2 separate regions of the Anas platyrhynchos genome follow, and region 1 is linked to region 2. The links are chromatin contacts, called in public Hi-C maps. All regions are on one chromosome and are shown on one strand. Each heading gives the region's core, a stretch centred on a gene start, on an enhancer-like site or on the middle of the called end of the contact. The rest is flanking DNA. Distances are from core to core; before and after follow the strand shown. Region 1 overlaps TOP1 (DNA topoisomerase I). Region 2 holds the start of TOP1 (DNA topoisomerase I).

The links. A called contact is a pair of places that touch in the nucleus more often than the background predicts.
Region 1: a Hi-C map of F1 follicle shows a contact between it and region 2, with 2.3 times the contacts expected there. The contact joins the enhancer-like site here to the promoter of TOP1 in region 2. A contact is called at or near these places in 7 of 8 Hi-C or Micro-C datasets (F1 follicle, F5 follicle, liver and 3 more).

The regions. Positions count from the first base shown.
Region 1 is chr21:8,383,496-8,390,191 of IASCAAS_PekinDuck_T2T, reverse strand. TOP1 (DNA topoisomerase I) reads right to left here. Exons shown (of 21, transcript XM_027472938.3): 4 at 783-909; 5 at 123-181. Among named protein-coding and RNA genes, the nearest start is that of PLCG1, 32 kb to the left of the region's middle. Within about 2 kb of position 5,036, at least 2 of the 8 cell types and tissues checked have an H3K27ac peak or open chromatin away from gene starts, as enhancers often do. A contact at or near this core is called in F1 follicle, where this site is marked.
Region 2 is chr21:8,345,076-8,351,887 of IASCAAS_PekinDuck_T2T, reverse strand. TOP1 (DNA topoisomerase I) reads right to left here and starts at 3,558. Exons shown (of 21, transcript XM_027472938.3): 1 at 3,363-3,558; 2 at 2,701-2,725. The coding sequence starts at 3,395.

The sequences.
Region 1 (6,696 bases), core at 3,787-6,286, 37 kb before region 2:
TCATCTGAAGGGGTCAAAAGAATTCACAATTTTTTCCCCAAGACCATGTGACAATAGTCAAAACCGAGCAACTAAAAAGCCAAAAATGCTACTTTTTTCAGATCATAGACCTTATTTCTTACCTGGAGAAACCATTTTCCTTTTCCTTCTTTATCTTTATATCGCCAGAAGATGATTTCATCTGAAAAGCAAGAGAAGCAGGAGCTGATTAGCACTGCCCAGAGCACCTTGTTTTTCCAACATACACCACAGGCAGGATACTTAATTTGCTGAAGGAACCAAAGGGCACCTTTATCCCCTGCAGTCCTGAGAACAACATGATGCACCAAAGAGCCAACATTTTCTGTAAGTACTAGTTGATCCAGTATTTTCTGGCCCTTGACTCCCAGCTATGGAAGGAACTGAAGTGTGTAATTAGTCCAACATTCAGTGCCTGTCTGTTTATCCTCATACAGAAGGAATGAGATTAACAGATTTTTTTCTTTCCTTGTCTCTGAATTTAAGTTTGGCAAAGTGAAAAATACTAACATGGAAAAATGTAAAACAAACAGACACAGCTCCACTGAGGAACTGTTTCCATTTCCAATACCTGCAGATAAAGCCCTTGCATCTTCTCACCTAGCACTCCACAAAACACATCTCTCTAGTCATCAGTGTTGGGATACCTCTCTGCAGGTTCATAAAAACTCTGAGGTGTAAGCCACCTGCACCCCACTGACTTTTCACCATACAGCAGTATAAATCAAAACCATCCTCTCATCTGTCCCACAGGAGACACCTACCTTCTCTTCCTTTCTCTTCTCCTTGTCTTTATCTTTGTGTTTGTCTTTGTGTTTCTCTGAGCTGCCATCTTTGTGTTTGGTTTTCTCCTTGTCTTTGTGTTTCTTTTCCGAGGAATCTTTGTGCTCACTGCAAGACAAGTGTACATTTGGGGACACTCGAAGCAACGTAACCAATACACTGAACCCCCAATGGTAAAAAGAGAGCCCACATCACTACCAACCCCAAAATGTAAGTGATAGCCTGGACAGAAAGATCCAACCCAACCTCCTGCTACACGTCTTCCATTTTCCTCAGGAGGAAGAGGAACGCGCCACAAAACCACAGCCACCACTTCCCATCAGGAAACCCCCGTCAGCCTGGACTGCCAACGAAATCCACAACTGCTCCGTTTGAAGTACTACAACGCTTCAGGTTGAATTCCCACTATCTCTGCTTTTCTTCTTTACATCCACAGAAAAGGTCACTGCAATCGAGCTGTCCATCCTGTCAATGCCCATGTGAGCTTTTGTTCCGACAACAAGTTTAACAGCCCTCATCTCTGGAACCAAGAGAAAATCGCTGATCTCCACTGTTCTCAAACAGATGGGAAAACCAGAGCGAACAGGATATGCGGTGTCCTTGTGCTTATGCAAAGTCAAACAGAAAAGGCAGGAATAACGCCGCAGTCCTCACTCGGAGCTGTTTCAGCAGCTGGGCCCCAGAACCACCGCAGGCCAGGACGGGGACGGGCACCCACCAGAGGTGCTCTGCTAGAGCTCAGCCTGACATTACAGCACTGCTTGCCTAATGCCCCAAGTCAGAAAGGAGGAAAAAGATACCCCCAAGGAAAAAAAAAAAAAAAAAAAAAAGAGGTACTTTTAAAATCCAGTTTCATCCCTTTCTGATTTCGGAGATGTTTGGGTAAATTCAGAGCGCATTTTCCAACTTTCCCCATCAACCAGAAAGCAAGCTAGGAAACATCCCTGCTTACAACTGAAAATGAGTTTCTTGTGGAATGACAGCTTGGAGCCAGAAAACGAAGAAATGCTCTCACCATACTCACGGTACAAACTGTAAGGACTGAGCACGTGGCTTAGTCGCATTGCTGCAGAAGCCAAACAAGGAGCCTGTCAATTCAACGTGCCTCAAATACACACCTATACATGACGTGCCTCCAACACACACCCGTATGTATGGCTGGGTGCACTCCGGCATCACGGCGGGCTCAAGCAAGCCACAGGCACAGTGGAAATGGGGCTCTCTGCTGCTGGGCATGGTTAGGCACCAAGCAAGCTGCCTTCCTCACGCTGGCAGTTCACACTCCTCCTCACACTTGCACACTCCATCCCTGAGACATCCCCCTCTGGGACACTCTGCTTCTCCTTCAGAAGACGCAATTTAATGCAAAGCTGTACCAGAAGCAGGCAGCTTCCTTATTTTGGTTATTTCAACACTGAAGTGAAGCCCAAACCAACCTGGGAGAATACGGCCCCGGAAAACAGCAAGCCTGGAATGCCAGGGGGAGGTTTAACAAAGACATAGGCTTCGAGTCTTGTTTCTATAAAAAAACAGACTGCAGGAGGCTTGGATGTTTGATGCCTACGGAAAGCAAGCAGCATGTTAACCAGCTCCCTTAATGCTTGCGTGTGACTAAGAGGAAGGCAACCAGTCACAGACACGTCAACCCACACCCAGCCGCAGTGTAAAGTCCAGCGAGGTTCAGAACCTCACGTAACACCAGCACAAATGGCCCTGAACCTACGAGAGGTTTCAATTATTCAAGCTTAGGGTAGCGCATACTCCAATAAATACACGCTGGCCTTCCAAACCCAAGTGGATAAAGTAAGAAAATTAATCTCTAGAGGAAATCAGTACCTTCGTATACTGTGTTGCATCAAAAGAGATCAGTAGGAAGAGAAACCAGTTTCGTTTTTAACTCTCTAGCAACTTCTCCTTACACTACATATAAAACCAAAGCGAAATGCCTAAACATTAAAAGGCCACTGGCAGTCTAGAAATTCTTGCAGACAGACGCACAGCACCACATGTTGGCTGTGAGTGAAGGTTTAACAACTGCAGACTATTCTTACCCAGCAGATCGTGTTATGTACACGGTGTGATCAAGACATGCAAGTACATACAGAACATCCCGACACTGAACCTCAGAAACCCAGGAGATGCCTGCTAGTCTTGCTCAGATTAGGCGTGCCAGTTTCTTTATCCTGTTTATTCATCGGTAGCTCAGACTCCAGATGCCCATTTCGTTCTTCCTTTGCTTCAACTAGATTCACCGAGCAACCAAAAGCACAAACCCCCTGGGTGTTAGCAATCTTTTTTAAACTCAAAAGTCTGGAAATGCTGACCTGACGCCTTGTTCTGTTATCTGTATGCAAGACAGGCACCTCGCTCACCAAAGATTAAAGTATTTCAATTACAAACGTGTACCATCATACAGAGGAAAAACAAAAACAACGAAACACAGGGCTTAGATCCATCTTGCTTTCTGTAAGTCTGCTTACATCTCCTTTCTGACACTTTATTGTTCTTATTTGGTATTTAAATTCTACTCGCAACAACATGTTCTACTCTGTCAACAGTTTGCATCTCCAAAGCACAGTACCCACTGCCATCAATGGGGTTAGCTCTCTAGGGTACAGTTCATGACTGTGCCCGTTGCATTGGGAATTTGGAATAGAAAGATTTTTTTTTTAAAGGTAAGTTTTCAGAAGCACCATACTCATTCTCACTGGCAGCCAAAAGCACAAGCTTTCAGTGTGCTAAGTAGAGCCCAGGAAGTACACAAAACGTGACTAAGAGCAGATTAATAGATGGCAATCTACACCTGCAAAGCTAAAACTGACAAAGGCAGAAAATCCAATTGGCCTAGAAAAGCAGTGACAGTCTTTATGTTTGCCGAATGCTTACACGCTACTGCTGGAAGAAAAAAGTGCTAAAAACTTTTGGTGGCTTCAGTAGAAACCTGAATGATGTCCCTGTTCAGAGGCCACCATCACGGCCACCACTGAAAAGCAGTGTGCAGTCTGAAGCTGACATTTACCATCACTGGGGTCAGAAGCTAGAAGGCTGGATTCCTGATTCAGTCCATCCTCTTTTTTTTTTTTCCCCTTAAATAAATCACAAGACCATCCTTCCTCTTTGCTTTGCAGCAAGCACTGAAGCAGATTTCTCACTGAAGCAACATGGGCTCAGATAACCCAAGATAAGTCGGTCTCCGGTTTCACTCCGCAGCTTCGTTTTCAAAACAACGGCCTTGGTGGCCAGACCTGGGGCCCTGGTACGAGGCTGGAAGAAATCCCCCAGGTGACACGAAGAGACGAAGGCATGTGCTACTTGTCCCTGGCAGAGCCTGAAATCTGCGTCTCTTGATAAAGCTTGTTTGGGAACACACTGACAACAAAGTCATCAACCAACAATCCTAATAGAAATAAGTTATTTTTCTCCAAAAGCAAAGCAAGTTTGTCACATACCAACTGCAGCCAGCAAGCTGAGCAGCTTTGGTCTTTCAGTTAGCTAAGACACTTATGTGAGCCTCCAGGGGAACACAATTTAACCACCACGCTAATCTCGAAAGAAAAGAGGAGGCAACAGGATGCCAGCCTTACCCTAAAGAAGAGGCTTCAGCCTTCCATCAGAAAGCTATTTCCAGACATCCTCAAAGCTATTATTAGGAGGGATTGGGAACAATTTAAAGATCCGAAGTCTGTCTTCCTCGCCAATTCAAAATTGGAGGAAAAACTCACTTTTCTTTAAAAGCAAACAAACAGAACAAGCGAATAAAAAGGGCTCGATACCACAGGCACCCAGATATTTTTTATCCTGAATCCCTGTCTCAGAGCACTGCGGATCCTGTGCTGTACCTTCCTGCCAACAAACCAGCTGCGAGTCACTGAAGTGGGACAGCAAAACCCCCAGAAGACAGGGAATTTCACTGCACGGCTGGTGACAACACGCTTGTTCCCACGCTGTGTTAGAAATGCCCAGCCTCGCCGACAGCACCAGGCCTTCCTCGGCACCCCGGCCATGACAACTGAACAGCGCTCCGAGTTCCGCACCTCTGGCAGTGCTTAACACTGACAACCTCCTCCATGTGGCATTTTGAACGTAAAATACAAGCGAGTAGGATGCCATAACCCCACCCCGGTGCAGGCAGAACCAGGGGTTGCATCACCCGGGGCCCCCCCATGGCACTGGCGTTGTTCAGACCAAGGGCAGACGAGCAGCAGCGCGTCTCCTAGCGCACTGCGGCCTTTTTGCTAGCGTGCTGCCTCGAATTTTAGCGTGAACAAGGCCATTGGAAGGCCTCGGGGCTTTGAGGCTGATGTGCACAAGGCGATAAAGCTACCAGAAGCGACCCTCTGCCTGCAAGCACAGCTGCGGTGCCCGGCGAGGATGCCCGCAGGAAGGCAGGAGCGGGAGGCAGAGCGGGCACCTGGCAGCAGCTGCTTCGGCTGCGACCACTCGGGAAAGGCGAGAGTGGAAAGCGCTCCCAGAGAGCAGCAGATGTGCTGCTCACGGCTTCCTTCTCCAAACTGCAACAGCTTCGCCGTAATTCAACACTGAATTCTTCAGGTGCCATTTATGTACGTTAATAATCCCTTCCCAGGCCCTCTTCCATTCCAGCTTCAAAATCACAAGCTGAGAAGGATGCTTTATCTGAAGCGTCTCTTATTTCTCCTCTCTCATTTTCTCAGCTGTAATTAGCTCGTGGCTGAGAAGCTGCTACTAGCAAGCAGCAGAGCCTGCCGCAAGCAGAGCTCCGCTTGCCTCCTCGCTAACTGCTGCAGCACCACTGAAGCGTAAAATAAAAGGAAGCTGTGATTTTACCTAAATCTAAAAGCACAAAGGGACAAAGCCTACGTTACACGGCCTGTGTCTCCTTTGACGTAGCATGGGACTAATGGAAAAATGGGCTCACGTGCAGACTAACACATGCCAAGGACCGGCTGGCTGTGCGGGGAGAGTTTCAGGAACAGGAGGCACCCCAGCAAAGGACAAGTTTTCAGCTGCCTTGCAGTGTTTTGTGCTCGCTGCTAGAGAGCTGTTGTATGGTGTTACAAGGCATGAGCACGTGAGCCTCGATGGTTCTCTGCTGGGATTTCAGCATTATGGTAAAAATCTGAAGCCACTTTTTCCCAGAGCTGGAGCCTTTCCTTCGGTGCTCGCAGATAAGAGATCAAGCTTTCAGCAAGGGGAACGAGATAAAAAGCTGCATTAATCAGTAGGTGACAAAAATACTCGGAAGTCAAATTGACACCATTAAATGTACACCATTTGTGATTTTGTAATTTGTAATTTACACCATTAAATGTACACCAGTACGCCATTAACTGAAAAAGCAGAAATTTTTGCTGCTAGAAGGGATCGCGTTAGAAAGCTAATGGAGGTCAACCGCACTCAAGAGGGGGAGGAAAACTGAAGCACCCACACCAGGGGAACAGGGGCACTGAAACCCCAAGTCAGATCTCTCTGCCTCTTCGTGCCCCAGATGCACACAGCTCCTCGCAGCTCGGGATCACGTAGTAAATCAGTCAGGAGGTGTGTGAGATGCCAGAGCTGAAATTTATTTTCATTCACCACAAGCAAATGCCTTGGATCTGTTTTTCCTAGCAAAACCACAAAACTCAGAAGATGCCAGTGAAGATCAGGTCTATAAATCCCGTATGTTCCCTGCTTCTGTTCATCTCAAGCTGTGATCACAGGAGATTTTGTAAACGAAGGGAATATGCAATCTGACAGAGGATTTTTTCCTGCAGCTCAGATGCCTGTCACACTGACAGCAGGGATCAGCACTGCGAGAGGAGCCTCTTTGCTCCCTTTCACTGTCACAGCCAGTTCTGCACGGCGCCGGCCACGCTCCACGCAAAGCCCAAGACACCCAGCAGAAAGACGCTCGTTACTGGGAACACTTCGAAA
Region 2 (6,812 bases), core at 2,309-4,808:
TCAAGAAATAGCCAAGAACACGTATTTACAAGTGGCATCCTCTCTCATACCTAATAGTATCCTGCTATCAATGAAACCGGTCCGTAACAAGATCCAAGTTCTTTGCTACAGCCAGCGGGCTCCTGAGTGACCTGCAATCAGCTGGCAGATCCACCTCCACCCACCCAGCTTGGGCTGCAACAACTTGTGTGATGGCGGGGAAGGCAGCGTGTCCCCTGACCTAAATACGAAAGACATTTGTAACAACAGGAAGCTTTCAAGTGCTTAAGTTGCCCTATGACTGATACACTAATCAGAAGTCACCCAAAGCACTTTTTGTTAATGAAAACGTTCACTGCCGGTCCATTCAACAGTTCGGATTAGCCCTCAGAAAAACGTCCCTTTCCCAAAACGTGAAGATGTGAAGGCAGCCTAAAAGGAGGCTTTGCCTCTGCTGTTCCGAGCTGTCTGACAATAACCAAAGCACAAACCAATTCTTAAAAGAAAACGTACTTGAGATTCCCACCACCCACTTGCCCCCTTTGCCACTAAATAGGACGAAAACTAGAATAAGAGCCAGAGCCTCGCCGCTATGCCTAAGCCAGAGCTGCTTTTCTCAGGCCATGCGTGACAATTCCCAACACAGAAGTGCAAAGAACTCCTGGGTGGAGGAAACAAGCCGCAGCACAAGCGGAGGTGACAGGTTTTCAGGAAGATCAGTCCTGGTCACAAGGTCAGGGAGGACAGCGACCATTCAGCATTATTCTCCTAACAGGACTAACAGGGTTACACGCACCTTTCACCACTGAAGAGGATTTCGGATTTTTGGGACCTCCGAGCAGCCACAATGTTTCGTGACAGCCATAAAAATAATTTCAATAGGAGGAAAAGGGTGCTGATACCTACACTGGTACAAATATTGCTGCGTGTTCGATTTACCAGGAATTCAGTTTTTACATCAAGGTATCTTACTTTAAATTTGCATCCTGAATTCTTCCAACACATGGTAGAAATCAAAACTGGGGGAGTTTTAAGCACTGAATGCCTAAAACCCTGTAAGAATAACACGGCCCGTGGTCGTAATAGAGGAGAGAAAATCCTCAAAGAGCTTCACTGGAAGCTGAAGGGGAAGGGTCGAACGTGCATCATCTCCCCTATGTAAATCAGCAAGTAACTGAAGCTTTCCAGGGAGTACTTTTCCCTAAATAGAAATGATCGTGAGGCAAATATTTCCCAGAGTAAAAAGGCTACAAGTATTCAAATACATGCTTGTATTTAAGTTGCTTCAAGAGTTCCTACTGCACTTCTTGGGAAATCCACTTGGCCTTTTTCTTCCTGCTAAAATTTACTCCTAGAGATTTGCTATAGCATCAGAATGGGAATAAAGTTCAAAAACTAATGCAGACTCCAGCTGCACACAGACAATCACATTCCGATGAATGGACAGAAGGAAAGGTGCAGACAAACGTAGATTTGTAAATATTTACACACATTAGCCTACAAAGCAACCGGGGCACATGGGCACTGCCCGGAAAAGCATGCTAAATATTGTTATAAGAGAGCATTGAGTAAAGCAAAGCCATCTTCATCATTTTTTTGGCCTCTACCGTTCAGGGGAGAGCTCAGAGTTCCTCAGACATCCCAAAGAGCATGACAACAACACAGGCACACAAAGGTAGGTCGGGCCCCGCCAGTTCCCCCCTCCTTGCTCAAACCCTTTGGTTTGGCACTAAATGGCACGGGGAGGGGGTTGCAATCGCTCAGCATCCTGGAAAAATTAATGTACAGCCAGAAAAGGCAGGAGCCATGAGGTTTAGCGGGCAATTTGTAGGAATATGTACGAATATAAATAACAGGCAGATATATGTATATATAAAAATAAATAAATAAAATCACATGACTCCTACAGTGTTTCTAAATGAAATGAATAGTTACAGCTTGCAAACTTTGGGAAGCGATGCTGTCTGCCTTTCTGGAATCGTCTGCACTGCTTGTGTTGCCTTTTTTTTTTTTTTCCCCCAATCCCACCGCGGGTTTTTATTTTAATTAAAAAGCCCCACCCAGCAAGGTAAAGTCCCGTCAGTTCGCAGGGCAGGAGAGGAGCAGGGGGTGCTCGTAAAATGGATGCAGCAGCTCCTGCTGAAGAGCAACATGTTGCAATCACCTTTCATTTTAGGGGAAGGGAGGGAGGGATTCCCTGAAAGGAACAGGGCCGGGGAGCCGTTGGGGGGGGGGGAAGGGAGCGATAAAAACGGCTCGGGGATTTCTTTAACCCCCAAAATAAATAAAACCCCCTCGGCTTTCCCGAGCAGGGGCTGGGGCCGGGCTCCCCGGCAGGAGGGCGGCTGAGGAGGAGGAGGAGGAGGAGGCGGAGGAAGAGGAGGAGGAGGAGGAGAAGGAGCCGAAAGCCACACAGCAAAGCGAGGAGGAAAAAAAAGAAAATGGCGCAGAGACTAAGTCCCGACCGTCGACAAGGCGACTTTCCAGCGAGGAATCGGGGCCCAAAAACGGCTCCGAGGGGGCCGAGAGGAGCCCTGGGGAGCCGGCGGTGCCCCCGCTAGGGGCTGAGGGGGCGGTGGGGAGCCGGGGGGGCCGGGAAGGGGGCTCCGGGGGCGGCTGGATGGGAACAATGGGGCCGGGGAGCGCGGAGCCGGGACTTAGTCTCTGGGACGCCATGTCTGTGTGTGGCTGCGGCCGGGCCGGGCCGCCGCGCTCACTCACCGTTGGCTCGGAAATCCGCCTCGATCTGCGGGGAGAGGAGACAACGGAGAGCCCGTGAAAACAGCCGTCCCGGCAGGGGGGCAGCCCCCCCCCTACACCCCGTGTACCCCCCTCCTTTAATTCCTCCCCCCCCTTTTAATTCACCCCCCCCCCCCCCCCCCCACCGCCACCTTCATCCCCGATTCCTCCCTCCCCCTTTTAATGATTTTTAATTCAATGCCCCCGCGAGCAGCGCCATGCCCGAGGTGTCCTTCACGGCGGGGACCCCCCCCCAAAAAAAAAAAAAAAATTAAAAAAAAAATTAAAAACCACCCCGGGATGGGGATGATGGGGGGGGATATGGGGAATAGGGGGGATGGGGGGGTCTCCCCAACGCCCCCTCCCCCTCTCCCCGCCGCCCCCCAGCCCCCAGCGAGGACCCGTCCCCCGGGGGGGCTCAGCGAGGGGTCTGGGGGGGGCCAGGCCGGCTTGACAGGGCTCACCCCAACCCCATGGGTCACCCCCTAGGGGGGCAAGCAGGGGGCAGCACCGGGCCGCGAACCCCAGCGCTGAAAGGGGGGCAGCGAGGGGGGGGGGGGGGGCTCTGCAGGGACCCCCCCCCAAAAAGGGCGGCGAGGGGCTGGGGACCCCCGGGGCACGGGGGGCGGTGCGGGGGCGCTCACCTGGGAATCGTTGTGCAGCTGGTCCCCGCTCATGCCGGAGGGTGCGGGAGCAGGAGCGGAGCAGGAGCAGGAGCGGAGGGAGGAAGGGAGCCGAGCCGAGCCGAGCCGAGCCGCCGGGGACGCGCGGAGCGGGGACGCGCTGAGAGCGCAGCCCCTGGCTGCCCAGCCGTTGTGTAACAGACGCTAAGTCCGACTTTCGGCGCACTGCGCAGCCGCGGAGCCTTTTACCCAAGGGGCGGGGCCGAGGCAGTGTTAGACAGAACGCCGGGGCGGGCGCCAGGAAACGGCGGCTCTCATTTGCATACAGGCCCCGCCCACCGCCGGGTGGATTTACATACAGGCCACGCCCCCTCCCCCGCCGCCGTCCTCACGCTCCCTCCGAACGCCGCCGACTCGCCCGCCCCCCTCCCGCGGGGATTTTTACATATCCGGCCCCGCCCCCTTCCTCCCTCTCCTCCAATCGCGCCGCGCGAGCTGCCCCTCATTTGCATGCTCCGCCACGCCCCTCCCCGCCGCCGGACGAACCCGCGGCATTGTGTAAGAGCCCCTTCCCCCGCTGCGCATGCGCCCCGCCCCACCCCTGCAGGGCTCTCTTTGCATCCCGGGCCCCGCCCCCCGGCGCTGGCCCCGCCCCGCGCCGCCGAGGGAAGATGGCGGCGCCGGGCGGTGGGGGGGAGGTGTGGGGCGGCCCCTCGGCGGCTCCTGCTTTTTAAAAGGGATCAGCCAACAGTTTTATTTTTATATATTTTTTTTCTCCACAGTACGAACAGGCCTTTTAATTTTTCCTCCTGTGAGGAAACTGAGTGTAAAAAGACAACAAAAGCTTCATTTTCCTGTAGCTGTACAAAGCACGGACCTTCCCACAACGACGCAGCCCCATAACCCCCAGCCCAGCCCCGTCAGAGGACATTGCTCCTGGTCTGGGGTTTCCTTTCGCTGTGCTGTGTGGCAGATTTGGTGCCTGTGGCCTGTTCGTGGCTCCCAGGGCTGCCCCCGGTCTCGGAGCTTCCCCCCTGCACCACAGCACACCCTGCACCTTTCCTCCGCTTCCACACGCGAGCAGAGCTTTGGTTTGACACTAAAATAATCCAGCCCTGCCAGGTTATCTGAAGAGATACATCAAAATGTAACAGGGACAGCAGCCACCTATTTGCGCTGCATATTTATGTGCCACAAAGGGAAAACTCTGTCACTTTCTTGCAGTCTTCAGAAGAGGATCTGAGGACTTCCTTTTTTTAACCAGAGCAGACAAATATTTCTGGCTCTAGAGCTGTTTATTATGCAAACTGCTTTAGTCACTGTTAGATTTTTAAATATAAACAGTCAAAAAGCTGCTTCAGACACCTCTCCTGTGCGAAGAGGTGCTTGCCCCCAGCTCACGAGAATGGGATGAGAGGAGGCTCCTGGAGCAGCCAGAGGTTCACTGCCGGGCAGAGCCGCACAGCCTGAGCTTTGTGGTGGGGGCTGGCACGTCCAGAGCTGGGCACTGGAAATTCCTAAAAGCCCTTTCTTCTGAAGAAGCAGTTTTGTGTTAAAGATTACATATCTCCAGCCCCCCAAGAAGCCTTGCTCAGAAGGCCTCGCAAGAAAGGGAGCTGCTGCAACTCCGGTCAGAGGGAAGGATCACCACCTCTTCCAGCAGCTGCCATCTTCAAGGCATTTCTGAGCACACTTCTGGTTGCAGAAGGGAGCCTCCGAAGCGGCACGGGAGGCCACACACCTTGTATGTGGACCCAGCAAGCCGAGCTCTGCCTGCGAAGGGAGCTGCCCAGTTTGCGAGCTCAGGTCCTGATAACGACCACAGTGTCCCCCAGGGTCAGCTGAAGGTCTGACCAGAGCCTGTGAGAAGCCGCTGCCCTGCCACCATTCCCCTGGCAGAACCCAAGAGGCAGGGAGAATTAGAACTTGTTCAGAGGTGTATTGAAGCGTAACACCCCCCACAGCCCCCTATAACACCTCACAGCCCCCTTCCAAACCTATAACCTGCTCTGTGATGCTCCAACAGAACTGCAGCACCTTCCCTCACCCCCTTCACAGCTCACAACCCTCGATGGTGGGAGGCTCTACGCGAAGGAAGGGAACAGCCCACAAAAGACACACTGCTGTACAGCCAGCCCTTTTGACAGTAGAGGCTGGCAATGACACACTGAAGGTGTGTGGACCTGCTTTGCTGGCAAAATCGTGTTCACCCCCGCCAAGATAAACGGGGAAATTCACAGCTCTGAGCACTGTGGTCTCGCTCTGCCTCTCTGAGGGCTCCCCGGGACAGCAGTACGTCACCATCAGGTTAATGTAGCCTAGGTGATTGCTTGCAAAACGAAACAGCTGGAAACGGCGCGTTTAAATTAAATCGTAAATCGTCCTGCGTATAAAAGCTGTAGGAAAGCCTCCGCTTCTTGGTCCTGGTGAATTGTGAGCTTTGATTTATTTGGTGCACTTGGGGCTTCTTGCTGTGTTCAGGCTCAGGGCACGCATTTTAAGAAAGAGGTGGGTGCCTTTTTCCTGACCAGCTTTGAGGCCGACACGATTCTGTGTCAGGATGGGATCCTGCGGCTTGCTCCAGCCCAAGTCCTCACTTCTGTGCATGGAAATCTGCTTTCCAGACCAGGCCTGCATCCATGCTGTGACTTTGTAGGGCGCTTCATCCTCCACTTCTTTTGGAAAAGGTCATCCCAAAGAGCGCACAGAGCTACGCTTGCAGGATCTGAGAGAAGCAGGGACCCATTCCAGCTGGGAGCTGCTACCAGGGCTCCTGCCTTCCCTGAGCACCAAAGCCAGCACAGGCTCCATGCTATCGTGGTGCTCAGGCCAGAGCAGGAGGCAGCAGGAGCCGAGTCCCGCCTGGTCCTCTGCTTGCCAGCATCCATCTGGGAGAGCAGGTGGCAGCACTGCAGCTCGTCACCTTGGCCAGGCCTGGGCATGGAGATGGTGCAGCTGCGGCCGTGCAGCAGCACGTTGCTGCTCCAAGTAGGTCACCAGCCAACAGGGGGAGGGAACACCACAGCACGTAGAACAGCTCGGGCTGTGATGTTTCAGACCTTGGAAATGGAAGGTAAAAACAAGTGGGAGGCTCTAGGACCTATACAGGACACGAAATGTGTGCATCCAAATCCCTGGATCCTCTGTAGCACTTTTCCCAAGTCACTGCCTTGTTTTCAGCCTCACGTGAAGACATCGATGTAGTGTTCATTCAGTTAGTTCTTTTATATTCAACTTTACTACATGTATATACTGTTTTTTAAGTTTCACCGTGAAGCAGATTTTATAAGTAAATAAAGTACTTGTCCTGATAGTTTGATGGCAATAGTCATAATAGTCATGTCTATGACCGTCCTTCAGAGTGCAGGAGGAGGCGCACAATATTGCCAACTCCCCCGTTTTTTAGCAGTCCCAAGATATTTAAGCTTGCTTATTTTGTTTTCTATGATGTTCCTTCATAAGAATCTCGGC